Regions from separate parts of the Urocitellus parryii genome. Here region 2 is linked to region 1. The links are chromatin contacts, called in public Hi-C maps. All regions are on one chromosome and are shown on one strand. Each heading gives the region's core, a stretch centred on a gene start, on an enhancer-like site or on the middle of the called end of the contact. The rest is flanking DNA. Distances are from core to core; before and after follow the strand shown. Region 1 holds the start of Strap (serine/threonine kinase receptor associated protein). Region 2 holds the start of H2aj (H2A.J histone).

Evidence for each region. Hi-C and Micro-C count contacts between places; a contact is called where the count stands out from the background.
Region 2: a Hi-C map of liver shows a contact between it and region 1, with 5 times the contacts expected there. The contact joins the promoter of H2aj here to the promoter of Strap in region 1. A contact is called at or near these places in 2 of 2 Hi-C or Micro-C datasets (liver and muscle).

What each region holds. Positions count from the first base shown.
Region 1 is chr5:93,970,139-93,978,018 of mUroPar1.hap1, forward strand. It overlaps Strap (serine/threonine kinase receptor associated protein), which reads right to left and starts at 2,857. Exons shown (of 10, transcript XM_026391919.2): 1 at 2,416-2,857; 2 at 1,585-1,720. The coding sequence starts at 2,527.
Region 2 is chr5:94,956,982-94,964,861 of mUroPar1.hap1, forward strand. It overlaps H2aj (H2A.J histone), which reads right to left and starts at 2,918. Exons shown (of 1, transcript XM_026414169.2): 1 at 2,272-2,918. The coding sequence starts at 2,832. The coding sequence ends at 2,443. It overlaps H4c16 (H4 histone 16), which reads left to right and starts at 5,159. Exons shown (of 1, transcript XM_026414175.2): 1 at 5,159-5,600. The coding sequence starts at 5,168. The coding sequence ends at 5,479.

The DNA of each region.
Region 1 (7,880 bases), core at 1,607-4,106:
AGAGGGCAGAGCATAAAGCATTACAATTGTTATATGTAGTGATATAACAGCAATTTATTCATTGGAGAGTGGAAAAAAAGTTCAGAATTTCATTTTTAAAAAAACTTTTCTTACTGATCTTTCTTCATCATCTTCGATTTACTGCTGTGTGGCGCTACTACCTTTCTCACCCACTCTCCATTTTAAAACTTTATTTTAAAATTTACATATGATAAAATTGTATGTCCTGAGTTTTAACCAAGTACACAGTCATGTATCTACCAAAATCTTTGTTTTTCATGCTAAACTTATTATGTTTAATTTGCTTAAAACAAAGGAGTAAACTCATTCACAATTACTCCTTAGTGTGAAATTCTGTTTAAAGAGAGGGGGAAAAAAAAAAAGAAGAAAGATCACAAGATCACTTTTACTCTCCAGGTTTTCATGCCTAATGAAGTTTATGTATGTCAATTGCTTTTGATATTGCCTTCATTAGCAAACATTAAAGCGTCCATGCACACAGGCAGCAACTAAAGATACCAAATTATAAAAATATGACATGTGTCCAAAAGAAAGGAAGGTCATGCAAGTCAGATTAATAATATGTGCAAAACAAAAAGTAATAACAAAGTGCATTACAGTAATAGTACATTTAGTATAGCTAGACTGCAGAGTTTACAGTTGCAGTGCCTGGAAATGATGCTAATGTATTAGGATAAGACCAAAACATAAAGTGCTAACAACTAAAATTTGTCCCTTATGCTGATGGTTCTAAGGCTGCATACATATAACCTAGAGGAAGTTATGAAAGGAAAAGAACCAAATGGTGACTCCATCCTCAGATCAACTGTATCAAAATTTCAGGGACACATGCATTTGATATTTTAAAAGCTCTCCAAGTTATGCTAATATACACCCAAAGTCACAAACTGCTAAAATGGCAAAGGGAAAACAAGATCATCTGGTAAGCAAGTGATGTGATGAAGTTTGTTCTTAGGAAGTCAACTGCAAGGGATATGGAAGATGAATAGAAGGTTAAGAGACTAGTGGGGGCAAGTAAAAAATAAAACTAGAACAAAAGTAATGGAGAAACACTATAGTCAGCAGATATTCAACTGGTAAAATAAAAAAATAGATGATAATCTGAAAGAAAGGAAAATTAAGAATTCTATCTTTAAAAAACAAAAAAGTAGTTAAACAAAAAAAAAAAACAAAAAAGTAGTTAAATTTGGGACACAGTATGTCTAAATCTAGTTAACGAAGCAAGTGAAATAAAAATCTGGGACCATTAATATATATTACTAAAAAGGACATGTAGAGATATATTTGTAAAGGAGATCAACATTTCTCATCTGGGGTGCTTAGTAATTATGCAGAATCCTGCTTCAAAGACATAAAGAGCAAGTCATCTAAGCCTATGAAGCTTTTGAGAACCAATGAAGACAAACAAATATATAGAAACAGGATGGAATCTTGGTAAAATTTAACATCATGAACTCTATGTGGTAGGTAATGAGTCAGAATTACATGAATAACTGAGGTTGAAGATTTTTTTTCAGGACACAATCCACAGGGAACAAAGTTAGCCATTTTGGTTACACTTACGCTGTGAAATCTGCAGCTGCTGTAGCAGCTTTGGTGGCATCCTTATTCAACGTTGCACCCCAAACAGCACCTTTATGACCCAAAAATGTTCCAATCCAGTCTCCTGTGTCTCCCTGGCGTAACATAGGTTTACCATCTAGAAAATGTTTAAAAAGAAATGTGATTTTAGAAATTCAGACTACTTGAAATCTAAGATTCGAACGTCAAATTATTATATTGAATAGCAAGTGAAAAACCTGTTTGTTTTGTTGCTGTTAATTCCAACTCATTGTGGTCACTAAAAAATATCTAAAAATAAATAAACTTAAAGAGTTGAACCAGTCATTCTCTTTGGGAAACGTGATTGAGTGAGAATACGGATCTGAGTAAAAACAATCTAGACCTGAGTCTTTTATTTTGGACAAACGAACTTAACCTCTCATCTCCCATTTGAAAAAATGAGGCTAATACCACGAAAAAATATTCAGAGAAAGAGCTAACATCTTTGTAAGGAATCGTTCGTTCTGGCCTAATTTCTCCCTTTCCCTAAATCATTGAAATGTATTTACAGTGGTTCTTGTCCAGAGAGCCTAGAAAGGTGCAGCCCAGCTTCCCCAGAAACAGCAATAAAAACGAGGAGGGCTCAGTTGGCGGGTAATACTAGTCAGAGGCGTCAAAAAGAAGGCCCCTGGGCTACAACTGCGGATTCCATAACACAACTCTTTTCCCTATCAGACCAGCGTTGGCTCCCACTTCAAACGTTAATATCCTCACCAATCATAAGGCCCTGGGGAATGCCAGCCCCACTCACTTACTGCCCAGCCCTAGGCGTCTGCTAGTGGCCTTGCTTACCTTTGCAAGCACTGATTAAAAAATACCCATAAGGCGTGATGCCACTGAAGGCCAAATCAACCACCGGCCGCGTGTGGCCAGAGCAGGTGAGCGGCGTCTGTCGCATTGCCATGGCGGCGGCGCACCCGGCGATCCGGCTGGTGAGTGGAGGGTCGTAGTCCTCTTCTCCTCAGCTGCAGCGCCTCCGGCTCCAAAAGGCCCCCCGCCCTGACACTGGGGTTGGGCCAGGGAACAAGAAAGGGAGGCCAATCCGGTGGCAACGAGGTCAGGAAGGGGTTAGGGAGGGGTCAGGGAGTCAAACACCGGCTACAACAGTGGCCGAGGAAGGGAAAGGGAGGGAGGGAGGAAAGTAGGGGAGGGAGAGAACCGGAACACCGGCCCAGCCACGATCTTCACCGTCCACACCGGTATCGGCAGGAAGTGACGATACCAATGACGCACAGCGTCCACCGGAAGTGACGATCTGGCGAGACGGCGGGTTTGCCAAGTAAAAAGCTTAAAGGAGCAAAGAGGGAATACGCAGGCGCGAGTTCTGCACTGGGCGGCACTTGAAGCTGGCCGTATGCCAACCGCGGAGGCGCCTGGAGGGGTTCTGAGCTATGGACCCCAGTCTGTGCTGCGGAGCTCCAGTGAGTGAGAACGTTCTTGCTGTCCTGGAGCGGAATTCGCAGTGTCCAGAACTGTTCCCACGCACGTCTCCTGGACTTGGCTGCCGCTGTGGACTGTGCGCAGAGCGGTCCCACTGTAACCGGCTTCCTAACTGCTCTACAGAAATCGGAGCAGTACCTAGAAACGGCCCAGACCAGCGCACATTGTCTTAACTTGTTTGATTTTTCTTATTAAAAGAAATAGGGCCAGCTCCTCTGGGATTGTCTGCAACTTAACGACCCTTAAGGAAAATAATTTCCCTAGCCATCCCTTCTGAAACTTTCCGTTTTTGTTAGTGTTAAACATGAATGCTAGTGGTTTTAAATACAGTTCAATACTTTTGTTCCCCTCCCAGAGAACTATAGTAGTGGACCCTCAGTTTTTTTGATGAAATTCTCGCATCAATAAATTTTGAACCCTCACTCCAATGTTTGGATGATAATTTGCAAATTATATGTACACTATAATACATAGACCAAAAATAGAAACGAAAGGACTCTAAAATAAAGTAAACAGAAACTCTGGTGTTGTTTGCCTGCAGGCAGCCCACTGAGGGGATTACTCTTTTGTATAACCAGAACTGTGCATTGATAGCTCAAAGTTTTCCTTAGCAGGGAAGACACTCACTCTGGGCAAGTTGTTTCTTTCTTGCCTTAATGTTTAAAAGTAAGCACAAAACAGAGGTTATTGTGTTTGTTCACTATTTTATTCCCAAGACCATAACATTTCGTGTGTATGCACCAATATTTAACACAAATAACTGAATATTTCTTTTATCTTTTTGAGATGAACATGTATTGTTACTGATTAACATCTGTCCTTCAAGATTCAAGTCAAATAACTTGAATGGGAATTTGGAATATGTCTCCATTCTATTTCCTTATCACTTTCTATTTCCTTATTCACTTACAGTACAGAATTATGTTTTTCATTATCATCTGTTCTTTTTTGAGCCAATCTCACTCCATTCTTCCTCCCCCCCCATACACACACACCACTTACACATTTAAGTAATGAACTCCACAATGTCAATGATTTACTTCATTTATACCCTGGGGTGAGGAAGAATGAATGACATGTAGTAAGTATTCAACAAATGATTGTTTACTGATTAAATAAAATTGCTATATTACTGAGGGAGGTAAATTAATAAAAGGTACATTCAAGTTAAAACAAAAACTGAACAGTTAGATATCAGTGTATATTCATTTAGTGCTCATTGTCTATAGATAAAAATATAACCTATAATTATGTTTCCTACTTTGGCTCTAAAGACTGTATTATTTCTCCCCTATTTAGATTTGAGTGCTAAGAGTGTTAGGTATCATGACCAATTGTGTGTCCTTCAGGGTCAGTTTAATATTAGGAGATGTTAAATGCAATTAATATAATAAACCATGTTAAAAATGGAAGCAAAAAATAATCACATCGATAGATGTGTAAAAAAGTTTTTGGTAAAAATTAGCATTCATTCATGATAAGAACCCTTAGGAACTAGAAATAGCAGAGAGTTTCCTTATCCTAAAAGAATATTTGAAAGAAACACCACACCCTATAGTGAAACACTGAAAGTATTCTCTCCTAGGGTAGGTACAAAATGAATGATTACTGCTACTACTTCAATACAAAACAGTATTAGACATCTAGATAACCCAGAAAGGCATAAATGTTGAAAGAAATTTATAAATCTGGGATTATAGAGATTATAAAATGGGTTAAAAGATGGAATACAGAAACAAAGAAAATGGGGGAAAGTTTAGTAGAAAGTACTAGAATTCATTAAAGTTAGCAAGGTTACTGGATTTAAAAAAATAATGAAGATATCTCTGTACCTTAATAACAAACACAAAATGAAGTTGGGGGACAGTGCTGGGGCTTGAACTCAGGACCTCAGGCATGTTCTACCTCTTGAGCTATAAAAAAATGGAATTTTAAAATGTGCCATGTAAGTCAGGTATGATGGTGCATGCCTGTAACTCTAGCTACTCAGGAGGCTGAGTCAGGAGGATCACAAGTTTGAGGCTAGCCTGGGAACCTTGTCTCAAAAAAAAAAAAAAAAAAAAGAGCTGGGTTTTTGGCATAGAGGTAGAGCATTTGCCTACCATGCATAAGTCCCTGAATTCAATCTCATGTACCACATAAAAGAAAGAAAGAAAAATGACACAGTGAAATGCAGAAATGAAAACCAACCACAAAGAACTCCAGGGAGAAAATGAGCTACTAACCGTAGATATGAAGGGCTAGCTGAAAGGGACAAGGCTATCTGAACTTGAATTCACAGAAAAGAGCCATAGTTGCAGAAGTAGGCTGCTCCTTGACAAAAGCTGAGATAATGAGTTATGAAGACAATAACTGTTTACCATCATCATCCCAGCAGTGGGGTAGAATCGGGGGAATGAATATCTGTAAATCTGCCCACGCTTCCTGTTGTTAAACCTATTCACAGACTGAATGGCAAGGGAGCCTTTTGATGGAGTCCATATATATCAACCTTACAGGACACGCACCACAGTGCAGAAAGGAGGACAGGGTGTTCAGAGCCCTTTGGCTAAGGCCCCACTCCAGTGGTGCCAACAGTTCAGGCTAAGCCATCTCTCCCAATATGGGGGATTTGCATTGCTCGCAGAGTAAATCATCTTGGTCAGGCCATGGTTTGGTTGATCATTATCTCAGGACTGGTGCTGTGAAGCTCTGAGAAGGTCATCATTGCTTAAGGGGATGATTTGTTTCCATCATGAGATGATTGACTCCTGATTAGGCAGTAGCTTAGTTCTATCTTGAGGTAATTGCTCCCACTTGGGGGACATTCTCATCAAGGTAATCCATTCTTTGAGGCTCTTTGTTATCTGGAAATAGTTTTGGTACTTTGTGATCAAGATGCTAATCAACTAGACCTGTAATTTCTGAGTACCAAAGTAACTGCAGAAGAAAGTGGTTCAGAAGAATGAAAAGAAAAAAAGAAAAAAGTTAAGAGACATGGATTCAGAGAGGGACAAAATAGAGTTGGTTATGTCAGTGACTGGGCCCTCCTTCAAGGAGACTTGGTAAAGTACATGGAGAATACTCAACATAATATTTTTAAGATCTTTATGTAGAATGATAAACTTAGCTGAAAGGCATTGAAAATATATAAATAAATAGAAATAAAAATTGGAAGATTCAGTACTGAAAAATGTGAATGCTCCCCTGTTATGGGCTGAATTGTGTGTCTCCCTCACCCCCAAATTCAAATGAGGAAGCCCTTGTTATGCCAGATTCGTGGAACCCCAATAGACCTCCAGGAGCCGAATCCGATGCAATCACACAAGAGTCTTTATTGCAAGCTCGGGCCTGGACTCACAACTGTTCCCGATGCAGCGGTCCCAGGGAGTGAGTCGGGGTCCTTTGTTCAGTGAGATTTTTGGGGCGATACTCTATGCGTCACAACATCACACAGCAAATCATTTCATACAGTGGGAAAGTCAAACAACAACTCTTCTCATTGATTAGCACATTCAATGGCGGGAACAAGTTGGGTAGGGGTGATCGGTTAGTACAAGAGGGGGATTCCTTTGAACTGATTGGTTTAGGCCACAAGGGGTATACGTGCTAAACTACATGGTTTCCCAACATTTTATCAACCACTATAAACTACTTGGGGGTCATCTGGCATTCCAGGTATTTCCCTGTCTCATGCTGATTGGAGGTGCTAGGGGGTTGCTATGGGTCCTCACCTAGCCTGAGTCAGGGACACCTGGCGCCACAGATCTCTCCTGTTACTTGTAGACAAACAACTCAGCAGAGTGGTATGTTCCTAGGAGTGCTCTGTGGGTTTTTCCAAGGACAAGGGTGGTCACGCCCCCTTCCTTTAGGACAGGCCTTGAGGTAGAAGCTGCTGTTATTTATTTTTAAAAATGGAGTCACATCAGTTTCTCACCCTAAATTCCACTATCTTGTGATGTGACTATATTTGCAGATAGCACCTTTAAGGAGATTATCAAGGTAAAATGAGGTTGAATGGGTAGGCCCTGATTTAACACGATAGTGGTTCTGATGAAAAGAGGAGGTTAGGAGAAGCAGACTAAGGAATAGCCAGGTGAGGACACTAACCTGAGAAGGCTAACATCTGCAAGCAAAGGAGAGAGGCCTCAGAAGAAACCAGTCTGCTGACATCTTGATCTTGGATTTCTAGAACTATAAAAAAATAAATTTCTTTTGTTTAAGCTACCCAGTCTGTAGTATTTTGTTTTGGCAGCTATAGAAAACCAATATATCCCCAAATTGTTTTATAGATTTAATACAATTCCAAACAAAAGATCCATCATTTTAATTTTTAATTTTTATTTATTTATTTTGGTATTGTAGATTTAACCCATGGGTGCTTGACAACTGAGCTACATCCCTAGTCCTTTTCAGTCCTTTTTTTTGCACCAGGGATTGAACCATGGGGTGCTTAACCATTGAGCCTCATCCCCAGCCCTTTTTTATATTTTATTGAGAGACAGGGTCTCCCTGAACTGCTTAGGGTCTGGCTAAATTGCTGAGACTGGCTTTGAACTTAGGATCCTCCTGCCTCAGCCTCCCAACCCGCTGGGATTACAGGCATGTGCCACCATGTCCAGCCTCCAGTTATTTTTTAATAAAACTTCTCCCACAGATGTTAATGGTGATATAGGAAAGCAAAAGGCCAAGAATAGCTAAGACATATTTGTTTTTAAATTAAATTATTTTTAATAATGTCTTTTTTGTTATAGAGAGAGAGACCATGTTCTTTTTTTTTTTTTTTTTTTTTTTTTTTTTAAGAGAGGTTAGGGACATTTTTGCCTAAACATTTCATG
Region 2 (7,880 bases), core at 1,668-4,167, 990 kb after region 1:
AAATTCAACTCGAATGTCAAAAAAACTGACATACATTTACAAATAATTGATATTATTTATATATATTATATAATTGCTCTCCAATATCCATAGGTGTTTACTTTCAGGACCCCCTTTGAATACCCAAGTCTGCAGATCTTCCAAGTCCCTTTAACATATTCACATCCTCCTGTATAATTTAAAGCATTTAAGATTACTTATAGTACTCAATACAATGTAGTTGTTACATTGTTTAGGGAATGTTGACAAGAAAAAAAGTCTTTATGTTCAGTAGATTTTTTTTTCTAAATATTTCTCATTTGACTGAATCAACAGATGTGGAAACCCATCCATGAATAGAGGGTTGATTGTGCATGTGTATATATATATATATATATATATATATATATATATATATATATATATATATATGTGTGTGTGTGTGTGTGTGTGTGTGTATGTGTAAAATTACATAATTTTTTTTGCTTCACTGCCCCCAAGTGGTATCACCGAGAATTAATTCTGACAATTCAGTTTGTGCTGTTTTTTTTTTTTTTTAAATACTAGTAGCATGCTTATCTATAACTTATTCTGTAAGTGGAAACCTACCCTTTATAGGAAATGGTACTTCTTTCAATTTAAGTAACTAATATATAGCACATAGTAAGTAGACAGTCTTGATCCTCAAAACAGGTATCATGACTATTTTACATATGAGGAAATCCTTTGAAAGGAAGGTAAGGAGTAGAGTCAACAGCTGGAAATCCTGGAACAACTCATGGTGTCATTGGAATCTATTTCTCAGGTATTAGGAGGCAATAACTGCCTCCTAAAATGTACATGTGACATCTTTGTACAACTCAAAGATGACCACAGGGGAAAAGTAATTCCAATATCCACTCAACAAACAGCAAAAGACACAAGTACTAACCAAAGCTCATCTATAATATTATTTATTTGTTTCTTATCTTGTCCTTAGTACTAAGGGGGGTGGGGAGGAAGGGAGTTCCAAGAGAGTATAAGTCTGGTTGACCTCATTGATAGCTGTACCCTCATCACTTAGTACACAGAATGGCACAGATGTTCAATAAGGATTGGGGATGAAATAGTCCAGGAGGGAAAATGGGCCAGTCACTGCTATCCCATTTCTTACCACCCACCCTCCCCCCAGGACTACTTCAACTCTCACAGAAAAGATGAATCTATAAATGTGAAATCTAAGGTGGGATCTTTTTTATGAGTCCTGTGGGCCAGTATGAAGCTTGCTCAGAAGGATGAAATGGAAGGGTCAACCCAAGAGCAGAAGAGAATTACTAATGTTGAACTTTTAAGTGTTGAGTCTCAGCCTGCAATGTGTTTTTCCCTGTATTTAAATCCTGTGGCCTTACTTTTCCTTGCTTATTTATTAAAGTAATGCTGAGCCAGTAAGAATCACAATTCCTACAGGGTTACTGGAATGGGGTCATTACTTCACGGAGAACAGGAATTTTAAGTAAGTTATTTGTTGAGTAAGTGTAATCCTTAAAAGCCAGGGTTTTGTTTTGTTTTGTAATTGAGCAAAGTCAAGTCATTTCCCAAAGAGCCTAACATGGAGACAAGACCACTAAGAAGCCAACATTTGAGAAAATAATTTTAAAAGCTTGTAAGCATTTCTAAATCCAGATTAAAGATTCCACTGTTATGCAACGTGTCAGGAAAACATTACCACCCTCCTGACTCATACTTCTGTATTACACAAATTACTGAATGTTTCCTTCATTTTAAAGAAATGAGAACATAAGGGTGCTAGGTTGTGATACTTGACATCCAGAACATGAAAAACATAAGAGCTATTAAGAAAGAATCTTAAATTGATACCGTGTCACCAGGGCCACACTTCAAAGGGAAGTTACTCCATCTTTTGAAAATTATGTCCAGAAACAACTTCCTAACCGAAACCAGCTCAGCCCCATGATTCTCCTTATAGCTTAGTCTTGATCGCTTACAAATGGCTGAAGCCTTGGAAACGGGAAGTAAAATGCCAGAGTAGGCCGCACCGCACCTAGTCCGCCTCTCCTTTGCCTTAATGCAAGTAGGGGAGATCCCAACCCTGCCATCTCCAGACCACTGGAACCCTCTGGGTTACCCTCATCCTCCCTCAACGCCTCGAGGGGGATCTATCTGCGGATCCGAGCGTTCGGAGGGGCTCCAGCCGACTGACCAGTACCTGCTCCAGAGGTTTCCGGTCGCGCCCCCACCCCCCACCCCGGGGTCATCCGGTAGGTCCCGCGACTACACAGCTCTCTCGACTACTGGATTTTCACCGACTTTATTGGCTCCCGACTCCGGCGGGCTCCTCACTGCCCCTCTCCCCGCTAGATCGTACTGGCCCTCCATGACATTCAGCACAATCAAAAACACTGCGGGACCGCTCTGGAAAGAGCCTCTGCTGGGGAAGTCAGCTTTCCCATGGTGGCGTCAGGGTCACTTGCTCTTCACCTTCTGACTCTCGGTCTTCTTGGGCAGCAACACAGCCTGGATGTTGGGCAGGACGCCGCCCTGAGCGATGGTCACTTTCCCCAGCAGCTTGTTTAGTTCCTCGTCGTTGCGGATGGCCAGCTGCAGGTGGCGAGGGATTATCCTAGTCTTCTTATTGTCACGCGCCGCGTTGCCAGCCAACTCCAGGATCTCGGCCGTCAGGTACTCCAACACCGCCGCCAGGTACACGGGCGCCCCAGCGCCTACTCGCTCCGCGTAGTTACCTTTGCGCAGTAGTCTATGCACTCGGCCCACCGGGAACTGCAGGCCCGCGCGGGAGGAGCGGGATTTGGCTTTTGCCCGCACTTTCCCACCCTGCTTTCCACGACCGGACATGTTCACTTCTCGCCTGAAACTCCAGTGAGGGAAATCACACCAGCAGGATCGCTATGGGAATGCAGCCTACCACACCGAACTGCCTCTAGAAACTCTCGGTGGCCACTAGGCAACGCCTTCCTATTGGGCGCCCCGGCTCTGCGGGCCAATGACAGACGGAGTCCGCGCCCAACTAGAGAGCTGGCAAAGGAAACGCCTGCGCCGACTTCCTCCAATCAGAAGCGCAAACTTCTAGTCCTCATTTACATAGCCGCTCATACTAATACCCCTGGGCCTGAAAGCACCGCTGCAGCGGGCCTGAATGTGCTCAGTGGATGCTGAGTTTTTAACATTCACGCTTGCTCCCAGGAAGAGAAACCCTTAATAAATAAGATAACTTAGGCTGGGGATATAGTTTAGTTAGTAGAGTGCTTGCCTCGCATGCACAAGGCCCTGGGTTCAATCCCCAGCACCTAAATAACACGATTGGAAACAAAAAGAATCCGAAAGATGTCAAGTTCCTGTGTTCTCTAGGTGGATTTTCTCGTGTAATAATTCAGCATTTTTAAGTTGTCATCTGACTCCAAAGCCCGTGCTTGTGATAACACTGCTCCTGCAGCGAAATCACAGACTCTAGCCGAATTCTGCCTGCCCAGTACCGGGTAGGTTGCCTCTTCCTTTATACCAGCACCTTGCTTCCTTTTACCCAACAGTCTGGGGAGCTGGCTCCAAAAGAGGCTTTGTTAGTAGTTGGACATATGAACCTTCGTAATTAAACCAGTGAACACTGGTCTTCCCTCAAAGTTCTGCCGCTCACAGGCAGCCAGTCTTACCCTTCTGAGGCTCTGAAACTAAGAGTGATAGATAAGACAGAAGTGCTTTCTGTACTGGTGGGATAGGAAGAGCCACTGGATTTCATGCAAGAGATGCAAGCACAGTTCAGTTGCTGAGGCTTAAAGTCTTGGCCTTGGCTTGCTTTCTGTAGGTCCCAACACCTGGGCTCACGTCTTGATGAACTCCGGCCGGATCTACCCAATCTCAGACAATAACATTTGAAACAACGTAAGGGTGGGTTTTTGTTTTCATTACAAATTACTTTCTACTAATTATTAAGGTACTTTCATTTACCTTAACATTTGTTACATTTTATAATTACATGGCTATGTAATATTAAACACTTGTATATTAAAATAAAATTTATGTGGATTTTAGCATCCATGTAAAAGTGAAACAAATGTGACTATTCATTGTCCTACTAAAGATTTTTATTTCGTTGAAATAATGTTTACGTGTATTTATGTATATGTACCTTACTGGCAAACACGTGTTTTTGAAACTGAGAATATTGTCAAGGTTGAGGCCGTCATCCTGCACCAGACTGCCACCTCCAAATCCTGGTTTTACCACTTATCTTTCATAGTTATTTAAACTCTATACCCATCTCATAGTGTTTTGAAGTTTAAATACATCAGTGAGCATCCAATAACTGTGTGCTAAATTAAAACACATACACATCTGATGCAGATTCAACAAGATGTTCCTGGAATGCATTCTGTAAACTAGCATAAATTTTTGCCTGTATCATGGGAAATTTTAAACAAAATTTAAAAAAATTACTGTGGCATTCCTTTTATTTTAGTAAAAGAATTCTAACTTGAGTCAAGGCTTTACAATCAGGTTGTTTAATTTAACCACTCAGGATTTTTCCCTATCATACAGGCAGTGTTTTCAAGTCTCTTTTAATTCATCTTTTAAGGAGAGAGAGAGAGAACCATCAAAATATTTTCACTGTAGTATTTTTAAAAAGATAACACGAGTATCTGTAAAGTAATTGCTATAAGATGTAAAGTGTTTCTAGTTTTATTTATTTTCACTAGTTCATAAGCATAAGCTTATGGTATCATAAGCATAAGCATTCCGTTTGGAAAACAATAAACAAACAACAGAATTAGCCGGAGCTGAGAAGAAGGGACAGTCAGAGTCAGAGAACAAGCAAGCATAGAATCCGTCTGCTTTTTATCTAAGCGGTGAGAAAGGGCAATACAAATTCTATTATCTTATATTGTTTAAACCTTCAAATATAACACTGTGAATCCGTCTTCAAATTCATGGCAAATTTTTCAAAAATATTTTTAAAAACTAAAAAAAGCAAACAAAAGGAAATCGGCTTTATTTTGCTAACTACTTTTCTAAAATGGCAGTGATTAAAAGAAAGCTTCAAAGGCGGGGCCTGGAGCCCCTCCCACTTCCCTGAGGTCTTCAAACAGGTCCGCTACAAGGAAATATAAACTCCAACCGTGACTCAGACCTGCTCACTGCTGCTCTTCTAGTTTGACTGTGCTGTAGTGCTTTTGAGATGTCTGGACGCGGGAAAGGAGGCAAAGGGCTTGGGAAAGGAGGCGCCAAGCGCCACCGGAAGGTCTTGCGAGATAACATCCAAGGCATTACGAAGCCAGCTATTCGCCGCCTGGCCCGTCGTGGGGGCGTCAAGCGCATCTCTGGGCTGATATACGAAGAGACCCGAGGAGTCCTCAAAGTTTTTCTGGAGAACGTGATTCGCGATGCGGTGACTTACACGGAGCATGCTAAACGCAAGACAGTGACCGCCATGGACGTGGTCTACGCTCTGAAACGCCAGGGCCGCACTCTGTACGGCTTTGGCGGTTGAGCTGTCTCCACAGCGCCCCCTCCACTCAAAGGCCCTTTTCAGGGCCCCAAAACGTCAAGAAAAGAGCTGTAAACACCACCCTGCAAGCATCAGGTTGGGTACGGTAGAGCGGTGTCTTAGATATGGGACGTTTGCAGCGGAGGCAATTGCTCTGGGTTAGGTGTGACATAAGTTGGCCAAAAGCATTAAGTCTATGGGCTGGGGTCCCCTCTGCCTTGGACAGCCTGGGAAGTGACTCCTGGGGGGGGCGCCACAGGCAACTTGAGCGTAGACGTCCACGTTAGCAGACCTATGTCTTAAGAGCAGTTAAGCTCTTGGCGCCTCAATCCTCCCTCCCAGGGTATATATAGTGGTTGGTATGTAAATAAGGGTGAGCCGACTTGCCCCTTCCCATTGGATAGAAGCATCTGGCGTCAGGGGCGGGTTCTCGCGTTGTAACCCACCGGGTAGGCGCAGAGGCGAGTGGTCGCGGTGTATTACGGGAAGAAGCCGCCATAACCTTTCAGCGCCAGATGCCACTCGGGTGTGGCGCGTTAAGAGTCTTTCCGGGCGTGAATGTTTTATTCCTTTGCTGAAGTTTAGAGTGAGAGGTGACCTAGCACAGCTAGATGTTAGGCGGCAAAGCGAGGCGAAACCCAAGACCCGGCCGAAGTTCGGGAGTCTCTGCAGTTCCCTTGGGTTAGCTGCATTGTAAAGTCAGCTGCACGGCGGGTGGGGGTCCTAGAGCGGGCGGGCGCCACGTCTCCTGCGGGCAAGAAAATCCAGGTCTTCTCCACCTGTACTGAAGTTGCCGGGAGTCCGAGGCCACCATGTGCTAGTGGTCAGAACCGCTCAGGAGATTGTCACACGCGACCCATTACCGATAGGAGACAAGCCCAGGATTTTGATTGAACTCTTTGCTAAGAGTCTCTCGCGGTGCTCTAGAAGGAGGTGGGCGAGAGAGCTCTGTAGTGGTGTGATCCTGCCGTGTGACCACGCAGTGCAGCCGGTAAAGGGGTGGCCTGTTGAGGCCGCTCTATCTAGGCTAGGAAAGGGCTGAGCACCCGGAGAACTGCAGACGTAAGGGCCAGCAGGGGCCGCTAGTAAGGCGAGACAGGGACTGAATTCGGTGCGTCTTAGGACACTCGCCCGGCTCTCTTCCCCCAAAAGGAGGGCTTAGCAACACTAAACACCTCCAGCTGTAGCATTTCTAAACGTGGAAAGGGCCACTTAGCTCCGCGGAAGGCGGATGGCCGGTTGCTCCAAGAGTTTCCTTACCGTAGTAGTGTCCGTGTCTAACGTTAAGAACGTCCTGGTTCTTGGACAGCAGATGTTATCTAATCAAGGAAACATTACTAGTGTTCCCCCAGCGGGATCCTGTTTTTACTAGTGATGGGTACACTGAATTAAGTGCTTATTGTGAGCAAGGCACTTTGGAACACGCTGTATTCCATCGCAAATTTATAAAGTTTTTGTTTAAATTACTATTTTACAAATGAAATGACTAAAGGCAGTTAGAATTGGAGACAGATTTGAACCCAGTCCTTTTGGATTTCTCACCCCTTGTTCTTAACTTTTGTGCCCTTTCCAGAGAGTCCATGTTTGCTGGCTGACATTTCACTTCTAAGTATTTTCTCGTACTGCATAAAGATTCAGATGTATACATGATGCTGTTGATTTAAGTTTTTTTTATACTCCATTAAGCTCCATTAAGTGAAATTTTGAGTTACTTATAAAAGACATAGTAGAGTTACACAGTTGCTTTCCATATAATCCTAACCTCAATTTAAAGAGATTAAATTTTTAGGTAGTTGGAATGTCTTCCTAGTTTGTCAGCATTAATTTCCAGTCATAAATTTGGACTAGAGAATGTTATCTATGCAATTTTTTTCCTTTTGGATATTACTGAAGTTTCATTTATTACTGATATTTGAAAATATCTCATGAATCCTAGACAAAGAAGCACAGTATATACTTCAATATATGGCATTGGATTCATGACCAAATTTATTATTGTTAATTATATTTGAAATAAAATCCATATCTTTTTGTGTGTACTTGTCCTATATTGTACCTGATAGTATTGGGTTGTCTCTTGCTATTTTCAACTCTATTTATCCTCATTTAAAATCAATTGTTTTATAGAATTTGTTAGTTAATATCTAAAAATCATTATTCTTATACTGTAGGTTGTACCTTTTATCAATGTGAAAACCTTTTTTCTTTTTCTTTCTTTTTTTTTTTTTTTTTTTGTCTCTTGGGTATCAATTATCTTGAATTCCTATTAGTTTTTTTTTTTTTTTTTTTTTTTGCTTATATGTTGTTTTTACCTCAGGTGCTGTTTGGCACCTGCAACCCTTAATAAAATACAGTGATGATCTAATTCAAATGCTTATTATACCAAAATTTTAGGATAATGTGT